Regions from separate parts of the Gasterosteus aculeatus genome. Here region 2 is linked to region 1. The links are chromatin contacts, called in public Hi-C maps. All regions are on one chromosome and are shown on one strand. Each heading gives the region's core, a stretch centred on a gene start, on an enhancer-like site or on the middle of the called end of the contact. The rest is flanking DNA. Distances are from core to core; before and after follow the strand shown.

Region 1 (5,515 bases), core at 1,567-4,066:
TTAGCATATCGCAGGAAAGGAGGCGGAGGCGGCGGTGGTGAAATGGAAGAAAAGAGGTTCAAATGGGAATAGGGGCCACGAGATGCAGCAGAGAGAAAGCGTATTTTGTGTACTGTTTCCCCAGTCAGGTCCTTTCATGGAGGGGGGAGAGGGAGGCCCTCTGTTGATTTAGGCTGCACAAAGGGGGCCTTAATCCTTTCAAGGGAACCAAATCAGTCAACAGAAAAGCGCGTTCGAAAGGAAACCTCCCTGTCAAGCATGGCCATTGAACCCCCCCCCCCCCCCCCCCCCCACCCCCCCATGGATGCCACAAATCAAGCCCAGGAGAGAATCAAAGGCCAGAATGTGGGAAATGTGTTTGGAGGCCGGCGCTGCGCAGAGCGGGGCGCTACGAGGAAGAGGGTGGGGGTGTTGACGGACCTTTCATCGGCAGCCGGCCTCGTTCCTGCCACAGCCCCCGAAGGGGTCATAACCCTCGTCTGCGAGCCTCCCTCCTGCCTTGCATGGTAACTCCCCCCCATTACGGAGGAATGTCCATTCACGCGGGGGGGACCACCATTATCCTCGAGCCGGAGAAAATGGGGGCTGCTTTTAACAGCAAATTAGTGACTTGATAATGAGGTCACATGTGGTGTTGGCCCACTGAGGCCATAAATGGATGCCTCTCTTAACCGGCCTTCATTCCCTGCAGCATTAGTACAGCCTCCTCCGCCGGCTCAGGTCTTGGTGCATCCCGGCACATCGCAGCAAAGTCTCTCCAACAGCAACGCAACTTTGCTTCATGTTTCACATCTGGAACTTCAACAGCCAACGTAGCCTCTTTTAAGTTTGCACTTTTAAATGTTTCCATCAAATGAAATACCGGCAGAGAAAGAGAGAGAGAAATTTTCATCTCAGAGCCGACACAGCGATGGGTAAATTGGATCAGCTTCATGGAGGCGCTGCGTTATTAAACAACCAAACATGAATGTATGCACGTAGCAATTTTGACACGGTATTAATACCAAGGGGAATGGCAATACACCTGCAACGTCACATTATTATTATTTCACCACCGTAGAAACACAAAATGTCTGTACCTTTAACTGCAGCTGTGTTGAAAAATTTCTCGGAACTGGCATCGGAGATCTGAAAAAAATAAAGACTGGAATTAATCAAATATCACAGTGCCATATTATTTTACATAAACTTCCAAACCTCACTTTAAGACGACTGATTTTACAGGGGTTATGGTAAATAATTACGATGCTTGAATTAATAAACTTTCCAGTACAAACGAAACCTTATAATCCTTAAATTCACTTCGGTTTGCTGAGGTTTTAATGTAAAGGTTATGATCATTTTAATCTATGTTCTCAATTTGAAATCTTCAAGGTCAAATTTAAAACCAATTATGGGGGGGCGGCTCAAAATGATCCCTAATCCATAATTAGTTGGGTAACGTGAGCATCATAATCCAAACCGACACTGTGTCTCACGCTGAAGAAAACAAGCGTCTCTTCTTAGTCTCGCCACTTGGAGGCGCTGTTGCTCCGTGTGAGCGCACCTGCATCCCTCCTGCTGAGCGTCACGGGGAAACTATACGACGTTTTTAAAAGCTTTTAGAGTCAGAGAGTCAGTTTTTTTCGCGCAATTGGTGAAAGGTGAAAGAATATAATTGTTATCACAAAGTAAATGCAGCTTGAGAGCAAAGTAAAGAAAACGAGACAACACCCGCTGAGCTGCAAATGGAGAGAAGAGCTTTTGTGAATAAAATGAATGTCTGATAACTCGCTACGTGGATTTCCTCTCCTCGGGTCTGTTTTGTGCTTAATTTTGCACCTCAGAATACAACATCGCACGCATTTTAATGTAATATAATGACTGAATATTCCAAAATCGACGTCCAGTGACAGCTTATGTGACCCGTGCAACACCAACCACGCCGTTAGGAGGTGCAGGATGAGCCAAGTTATGTAATATAACATAAAAATGAACAAAAAACATGCCAACGGACAACGATAGAAATGCTGAAGGAGCTTGTCACGGATCGGCCATGCACTCACTAATGCAACACTGACAGCATGTAAACAATGGAAGCTGCTGAATAAATGACAGCGCGGGGAAACGCACAATGCGATCTAAGATCACAAGCGGCTCGCATACCTTTGATGTGAGCGAGAAGGCAAATAAGTCCGGCTGTTACTTTCTCGGGCTGGTAAATATGACCTCGTTTCACATTCTGCTTTTTTTTCAAATGATGTAATCCACACAAGATGCAGCGAAGTCTACTCCGGTTGGATCGAGGACAGCCATGCGGAGAAAGAAGAAGCCTTTCCAAGAAAAGAAGAAAAAAAATCCAAAGTCGTTCACAAAGCTACTGCGCCTTTTGGACAAAGAGAACCATGCGTCTCGCCACGGACAGCGACTGCATCAGCACTGAGGAGAGCGAGCAAACATCCCTTCATCCACCTTTCTGTCCTTCATTTGGACACAATGTGATCTGGCTTTCAGGTAAATATTCTCCTGTCGGGAAAATCCGTGAGGGGAAACCAACAAGATCCCAGAGGCTCCGCGAGCCGGCGCGCGCAGACGGAGGCGCTGCGTCCGAGGGATAAAACCGATCCAACGACGCGCACGGCCGGTTCCCTCCGTGGAGACGAGAGACGCAGCCAGATCACACGCGCACGGGCCACAACTTCACACGGAACGAGCCGCCGCGCGCTCTCTGACGGATCCCGGTCGTAGGCGCAAAAGAGCCTCTCCCCATCCGCTACCCAGACGCAGACAAACTCCCATTCATCCAGCGGCCCAGTGCCGGAGTGCCGCTGCGCCCACGGTCGGTTCCTCCTACTTCCTGGTTTCCAGACGGACTCGGATTCGACCTCAGTCAATCGCACACGAGCGGGTTTACCGTTTGCGTAAATGGCGCGCAAAAGGAGAGGCGGCAGCGAACTACAGCTTGATAAGGAGGCAGCGAGAGGGAGAGCGAGAGGGAGGGAGGGAGAGAGAGAGAGAGAGAGAGAGAGAGAGAGGGAGACAACGGGAGGAAGAAGAGAGAGCAAGGAGGGCGGGGACAGCGAAGGCAGAAAGATGTTCTTTCTCTCACTCGGAGTGAGATGATGTCAGCCCCCGATGAATTCCCCAGTAGGGTGCTGCTACCGCGAGGGGAGGAAAAAACAAAACGCTCCTCTATGCGCAGCCAACAAGCTGGTCCTCCCGTTGGACCGTGTCCCACTCCACTGGGCTGAAGGGAGGTCAGCTGCTAATGGAGCAGCATTGGGTCCTTCTGCCTTCGATTTGGTTCTCCGGCCGGCCCTGACGGGCCAAAGAGCCTAACAAGCTTCCTTCACTGACACTGCAGACATAAATCTACCACGTTTATAATTTTGTTAACCAAAGCCCTGGGAGGATTTTCCTTAAGCTGGCCCACCCAGAGTCCTAAAAAAAAACAAAAAAACAACCCTGCTGGAGCTGGCAGAGCTCAGCGGTTTCACCAAGGGACCACCTCCTAGTCGCTTCCTAGTATGTTTGAAAAGGGATCATGCAGCTATAAGATGGGACACCATCCTGTTAGGATTCACACTGCAGACCTGAAAGTAGCATTCACCCGAGAAGCAACGGCGCTCATCCTTCTTCGCCCTGGTTCTCAGTGGGGTACAGTGGTTCAATGGTGTACAAAATCCTCTTTATAGTGCAGATCTGTAGCATCCCACAGCCTGTCTAATGAGCATTAACCCCGCTTGGCTGGGAGGTAAATGGGTGTACAATAGAGTCACGTTGCAAAGTCTCGCTGCCAGTTCAGCCCAAGGAATCCCAGAGCAGAAAACGGACTTAGCTCATAGCTGAGATGCTAATCCGTCCCTCGGTAACGGAGAGACCAAGGCTGCGCTGACTGGTCTGGAACGGAGGCACGGAGGGGAAACCAATCCGCACAGGTGCCCACAACAGCCCGTTTCTCAAAACTGCAGTCAGATGCTCGTTAAACGGAGGAGTTTACATTGGGAAGAAAAGTGCTTATCCATATAGTTCAAGTTCCAATGAGCTTGGACACACTTGATAAAAACAACCATCTTGGGGTGGGAGGATTTTTTTTCCCTCACCTCACTGGCCACTTGGTTCGGTTTCAGAGAACAAAGGCTGTGGTCACAAAAGGGCCTGGGAGAGACAGCCGCCTGCATGGCCTGTGCTCCTCAAGTTCAAGGTTCCTGCTCTGCACCGGTGCACATTTCACAGATGTGTGCACTGTGCATTGAACAACTTAAACCAATGAAGTGATTCATCCTCCGGCTAACTGCTGCTGATAGGCTGTTGGAGAACTTCTTTGTTAATGCACTACAGTGACATTATGTAGCTGTGCAGCGCCGCGCTTCATGCCAACGCAGTAAATCCCGTCTAAAATTAGTTGCAAATGTACCAACTGTTGTTACACGTAATTAGATCACAGGCATGCTTGCGTTTGAAGCGGTTATTGCGATGAGCGGCGTATTGTGGTTTGGCTTAAAAAGAGTTGACATGGCCGCTAGCATCAAGATATGTATTTATATGTCCACCCCCGGCAGGAAACGGCTCACAGTTGTTTCCACGGTGTTGTGCGCGAGCAGCATGAACGAGCCACTGTTCTCCATTTTAAAATGGCCATTATCAGGTTTGAGAGCGACCACCAGTCTGTGATTACAGCCACGCTGCCCAACAATCGCCGTCCGGATCGCTCACTCCACATTATTTTTAATTCAAATAAAACAACGCTGGAGATGAATACACATCAAAAATGAGAACCCTGCACAGTTTTGGGTGGGAAAAAAAAGCATTGCCTGTGGGAGAGCATGGAGCGCTGAGATCAAACGTCTGGATGTATGCTGTGTATCTCAGTAATTGCTGTCTGGGCACGCAAGTTCTGTCTATAGACCATCAGCTTCACACTGACATTTTGTCATCTTTTATTCTGTTTTTTTTGGATACTGATTCTCCACTTCAAAGAAACCAGAGGCAAACAGGCCCCCCCACCCCCCACCACCACGGTTTAATTTGACAGGAACTCTCTCCTAGTTTACAATCACAGGGGACCGGCTCGCCTTTATGCGCCTTCCTGCCATTATGCCAAATCTGCCCTTGTTTAAAATATTACTGATAAGTGTAACATGAGTGCTGGCAATGTAATATGTTAAAAGCTTTTATTACGTTTGCCTGTTGACTCAGGGCCTTGCCTTTGTTTTACAAGGACTGAAAAAAACCCTTATTATTCAAACCGTAGGATCATATGCAAAGGCCAGGAAATGGAAAAGGAACCTGCTCTGTGACATTGAACAAAGATGTCGTAAGTGGTGAACAGCAGTCATTTCAGGTGAGTATTTCAGTTTCCCTTCCCAATGACATCTTTGTCATTGGGATATACCAAATATCATGGCTATCAAGAGACCTTAATGCAAAATCACAAATGTGATATATCTGTATTACATTTTATGGCAATCATCCAGGCAACCTGATAGCAGATCTAGATAAAACGTCAGGATCGCCCAAGTCACACAGGTTTATC
Region 2 (5,515 bases), core at 1,656-4,155, 120 kb after region 1:
GAGGGAGTCACAGGGCTGCATTATCGAGCGATAAAGTACAGTTGCTGTTCACATTGACCCGAGCGTTCTATATCAAAGCGCACTCAAAGTAACAGGTTAGATTTTGCACGACCGTTAGTTGACATTTCAGCTTTTAGCTCGGTGGCGATCGTTCGTAGGTCTGCTCGTAGGTTGGCGGGCCTCCGCTGCGTGTCAGGACTAACAACACCCCCGAACTGTTACATTATTGGACAGTAAAGTACAGCCTCCGGTACCTTATTGTTAAATAGAAAGTATTCCAATCTAATTTTCAGAAAACATACAATCTGTTACTATAATTATTAGCCAGTTAGAAAGTTCTTGGATGTGTGATGCGTGTGGTAATCAGAGGATGTGATGAGGCTATACGCGTGTTGCCAGTGTCGGCTTGTAGCCATTGCAATTCGGTTAGCCAACTGATTATTATTGGTTGACCTCTAGAGAGAATGTAATAGAAAGGTAGGTTTGGAGTGAACTACTAAGTGGATTCCACACAAAACCTCTAATCTTTAAACATCATATTAATGCATCCAATAACCCATTTATAAATGTGGCTTTGCAGAACACTGCCCTATTAAAAGCGTTTAGTTTGCTCACCCTTTGTACTAAGCCTCACCATTGCCAGCACAGTAATGAGACACATGTACTTGGATGGCATAATCATAACATTATCATTGCAGGAAAGAAAGACGATAAAATAAATGTCAGAAACGACACTTGAAAATTTGCAATAATTTTGGAAAGTTTGAGCTACTTGAAAAGCCTCCGTGCAGCAGCAGCATCATTTACGGCGCACACTTGTAGTAGTAGTTCAATGAATGGTGGTTTATACACAAGATGGAACTTTTTATCGTCTCGGTACACCCGTAGAAAATAAACAGTGTTCTCTTTATCCAATGTCACAGCTCTTCTATGGAAATGAAGGGGGCCAGAACTCCCTGCCACTCCAGACCTGACAGCGTCCAACTGGGACCACGCTGCTGGTACAAATAGCTTCCCCACATGCGTGTCAGGGCATTACAACACACGGTGGAACCTCTACCTTCAGCCCAGTTCCACCTGGCTCAGCGTAAAGAGAGACTATTCAGGTGGTTTATTGCTCTTATTTATGTTGAGAATTGCATTGGGATCGTAATCTTGTTGCTTTTCTACTCCTCTGACAAGTGGTGTTTTCAGCAGCTATCAGCGATCTCGGCAGGGGAAAATAATTACTCCATGACCCTCTTTGCAAGCCATGCCCTTACTCTGTTTGTGTTTTGGTCTGGGCTTCCTCTAGCGAGTAATGGACTTCCTTCAACTCATAAATCACACTTGTGCAGTCCTTTTGATTTTTTTTCTCTTTTTTCCCTGGCAATGTTTTTGTTAAGTGTTCCACATCTTTGTTTGCGTGAAGCTATTTTCTGTCACAAAAAGTGGTCAGACAATGCCAGACCTCGCTTTCCTGTTCTTGGAAAGGCACTTTTACAGGCACTGAGGGCCACAAATGTCAACCACAGGAAGGCAATTATGAGAGTAAAATGACTTCCCCGCTGTTATCAATCCACTGTGTGAACCCAGGGAATGGTTAAAAGCTACCATGAAATAGGGCACAGTTAGAGTTTTCTCCTGGGTCCCGGCCAAGGCTGCTAACCCTGCTATTAAGGGCCCGACAAGCTTTGTCAATGCAATCTGCTGAATGCCTTGAGTGACATGCGATCGATATTCTACACTCTCCTGGGTCATCACCAGTGACAGAGGCCTAAGTAATAATACAGCTCTAGCCAACTTAAACGCTTCCACAGCCACAATATTTCATCGGGGTTTTTTTTTTTGTCTCTGGGCTTGCGAGCCACATTTTCTGCACTGATCGAAAGAGGAAGATATGGAAGGTGGGAGAGAACAGGGGAGGGCGGAGGTGTGTTGGGAGTTGGCGAGGGTAGTGAGTGTGGCTGGCAGAGGGAGGTGTGGGGGGAGAGGGGGGCTCTGATAAATCGAAAATGACTGGATGCCGAGTTGTAATCTGCCAGCGTCGAGCCCCCTGTAGCAACACGCCAAATGAAAAAGCACGCTGACAGGCCGGAGAGATGGACGGCCTGCGGTAGATTGCGGGGAGGAGATGGAGCAAGGGGAAGAGAGATAGAGGAAGGAGGGGGAGGAGGAGGGAGTGCGGGAGGGGGAGGAAAAAACAGGCGGAGCAGCGTGGAATTATGGGGCAGACGGTCACGTTTTTTCCAGCGCACTGGAAAGGTAGCTTGCGGTTGCAGCCAGCAAATTCACTCCCGTGCACTCGCACGCATTAACTGCTACCAGCTGAAAACATCAGGGCCCCATTATCATTTTTAATAGGTCTAATGTAAACACAAACAGTTGGCAGTGCTGCACAGCCCATCAAAAGCCGTTGATTAGCTCAACGCTGACAATGTGCTTTATGTGTTCCTCTCACTCGTGTGTGTGTGTGTGTGTGTGTGTGTGTGTGTGTGTGTGTGTGCATACAGAGGGCTTGTAAATCTCGTTATATGCTATCTTTGCATTTTCAAAAACGCCATTTCAAGAGGTGCAAGTGTGCGCACACACATACACACCCCGAAAGGCGACTGTTGTGTCCTTCACGAGCAGGTGAGTCAAGCTCCAACATCAAAATCCAACGCAAGAGCTCCACCTACTGCAAGTGCCTTCGCTGTGCCCCTTCCTCTGTTGCTCAGACCGCCAGCCGAGCTCTGGGAAAACCGCGTTAGTGTGCAGAGCGCGGCTCATTTCTACGCGTTACACTACATTCCAAAGCAACATTTCTCCTTGAACGTTCGTGACGGAGTGAGGAAGAGCCAATCCGGCCCGGGCTAATAGGCTACAGCGGTCCACCTTCACCTCAGTGCCTGACACAACGAGAGCGGAGAGCTAAGCCCGCTCTCCCCTCCCAGGTAATAAGCGTGTAAGCCGGATGCCTGTTAAGCAGGGTCTTGCAGGAGCAGGGCCTGAGAGAAGGAGTCAGTCCGCCTCACTGTCTGCCTACCGAGCAGGCCCGCAGGACCTGAATACACATCAGCGTTCCCTCGCAGAAAAAGCAAAGTCAATTCAGCAGCAGCGCTGAGAGCGAGGCTAGAGGGCCGGGTTTGTAATTGGGAACTCAATAAAGCTCATGTGGAAAACAATGCAAGATGATGCTGACAGATCCCACCCAACAGGACCACAGAGAAGCCAGAGCAAACACTGTGTCCATATGACGCTACACAGGGTTTACACATCTACATCACACGAGCCGCATATATTTAGAAATCTCTGTTGGCACGGCGTGAGGCCAGATGAATTCACAAACAGCAGCAGACATGCCCAGCGAGGTGACAGTGGCCTGGAATCTGTAAAGCCTGGACCCCCCCCCCCCCCGTTTCATTTGCAGACCCGTGGCTTAGAGTGGCACTGTTGCAGAGAAAAGCCATCTCCCTCACAGCGTGGCTGCTGTTTCAGGGCAACACCGATCGGCAGTACGCACCGCGACTTCCCGCGCTCCCACTGGGCTATTCAGGAAATCACGACTGATACCGAACCATTTGTCTCCCTTTTGTGCTCAGCCCTGGTCGTGCCGCCGCCGCAAAAAAGAAGGAGACAGAGGGGGTATAGCTTTATTTGCAACCCCCACCTCGGGGAATCACTGGAAAGTATTTCTATAAACCTCACTGTGGAAATTTTGGTGGAAACATACACACAACAAAAAAAAGGAAGAATAAAACACCATTTTAAAAAGGCAGGCGCTGCAGGAGTGGCTGTCTGCCTGTGGCTTTCTGAGTTTGCTGGGGAAAATTGGGTTTTCAGCCTGAGGTTTATCACTCGAAACATCAGGCACTTTCTGGAACAAATCTGGTGTAATCATCTCAATTAGGCCAGTGTGAGATGAAGACTTTAAATAAGTGGCACAATAATCCACTGAGGTGATCAAAGAAATGCTGGTGGGCAGTCATTTGGGAATTATACTTTGCATTTCTGCGGCTTTCCAGGGCTACAGCGCTTGTGTCAAATGGCTTTGAACTACATAAACAAGCCAGGAACTCATACACTCGTCAATGCAGGTAGTCTTCTGTTGGCTGCAGCACACGAAACCCCCTTTGCCACTATCAATTATTCTGTCAAATAAATGAATAAATAAAATAGGCAGCTCTCACATAATTATAGCTAATTAGCAATTAAAAAAGGGAAGGTGGGTTAATCAGAAGGCCGTGTCCAGCATACCCACGGATAAGATACAAAAGGGTTTCAGAGCAAAGTTGCCTGCTGTTTGGAAAGTGTTCGAGTGCTTCAGTGTTTCACAGATAACAGAGTGGAATTTAGTTTGGGTCAATGTTTTTCTGACCTGCTCCACTGCACCCTCACCTCCTGAACCTCGGAAGATAATCCAAAGCTTTCTCGGATGAGTTTTTACGATTACCCGCCGACAAAAGACAAAACATACAGCCATGACCAGGAACACAACCTTGTGAAATGTCTCAGAGTGAGAGATCACCCGATCACGAACTCTGTCAAGGCCGTGACGCACAAGAAATGACTCCTCTGTGTTTCAACTCCTGCAGACATCGCTTTCCAAAAAAAGCTTTAAGCGAGAAACTACAACTTCAACCGAACAAAAGCCAGTCCTTAGCTTGTGTCGAACAACAGTTGCATGGTAACAAAGCGAGCGTCTCTCTGCAGCATCAGTTTCAAACCGTGTAAAGATTACTCGTATTATAAATTATGGAGAGGCTCAGTGAATCCATACGAGAACTACACAAGGCTGCTTTCCCTTCTGAAAGACAAAGGAGAGCAGCGTGGCAGAGACAACTTGTGAAGCTGGGTACAATCTTAAAAGTATTGGGAAGCGTTTGGGGGTTTGGGTGAAAAATGCTTTTTCTTCCCAGATCCTCAGAGGAGGGCACACTGTGAGCCAAAGAACAAGGCTGAAACCGGCATTTAAAAGCACACTTCTCTCTTGATAACGCTTCATTTAAAATCATCTGTACACACTGCACTTCATGAAAGGACGCCGAGCTTTTGTAGGCCGGAAAGACTCGAGTGCGGGCTCCGAAGAGCTAATGTCAAAATTCCCCCGAGTGGTCTTTTAAACACGTAGGTTAATAATTCAGCAGCGCCTGAACAAAGAGTGAACCGGAGAGCGAGCGTCGGGCTCTCTGGTGCGCGCTGCACTTTCTCTCCCCGTCCCACAAGAAGGAGCGACGACGCGGGCACTTCCCTCCCCGTTCCTGACAGACTTTCTTCTGCTTTCTTTTGAGCGTGGACTTTCAGCAGGCAACCAGAGGCACCCGCCTTGTGTCTCTCTCCCTCTCTCCCCGCCGATGGGCTGCAACGCGCCAGCCTGTCGCCCCGCCGATGACCTGCGGGTGGTGCTGCACGACAACACATCACGGGGAGGAGGGGGACATCGAAAATGACACGTCGTAGAAGTTTTAGATGACAAGGGTGTATATAGTCTTTGATGAGTCAATGCTGCTTTAAAGAATAATATGTGTATTACACTCTGACCCTCCACCATTCA

The links. A called contact is a pair of places that touch in the nucleus more often than the background predicts.
Region 2: a contact with region 1 is called in a Hi-C map of skeletal muscle, with 5 times the contacts expected there. The contact joins two enhancer-like sites. A contact is called at or near these places in 3 of 6 Hi-C or Micro-C datasets (skeletal muscle, tail fin and whole body).

Annotation. Positions count from the first base shown.
Region 1 is chr7:17,130,520-17,136,034 of fGasAcu3.hap1.1, forward strand. It overlaps auts2a (activator of transcription and developmental regulator AUTS2 a), which reads right to left. Exons shown (of 20, transcript XM_078106530.1): 7 at 1,080-1,128. All of the region lies in intron 3 of LOC120822077, which reads left to right. Among protein-coding and RNA genes, the nearest start is that of LOC120822077, 39 kb to the left of the region's middle. Within about 2 kb of position 2,817, at least 6 of the 9 cell types and tissues checked have open chromatin away from gene starts, as enhancers often do.
Region 2 is chr7:17,254,081-17,259,595 of fGasAcu3.hap1.1, forward strand. The region is part of intron 4 of auts2a (activator of transcription and developmental regulator AUTS2 a); the gene reads right to left. Among protein-coding and RNA genes, the nearest start is that of LOC120822077, 160 kb to the left of the region's middle. Within about 2 kb of position 2,906, at least 1 of the 9 cell types and tissues checked has open chromatin away from gene starts, as enhancers often do.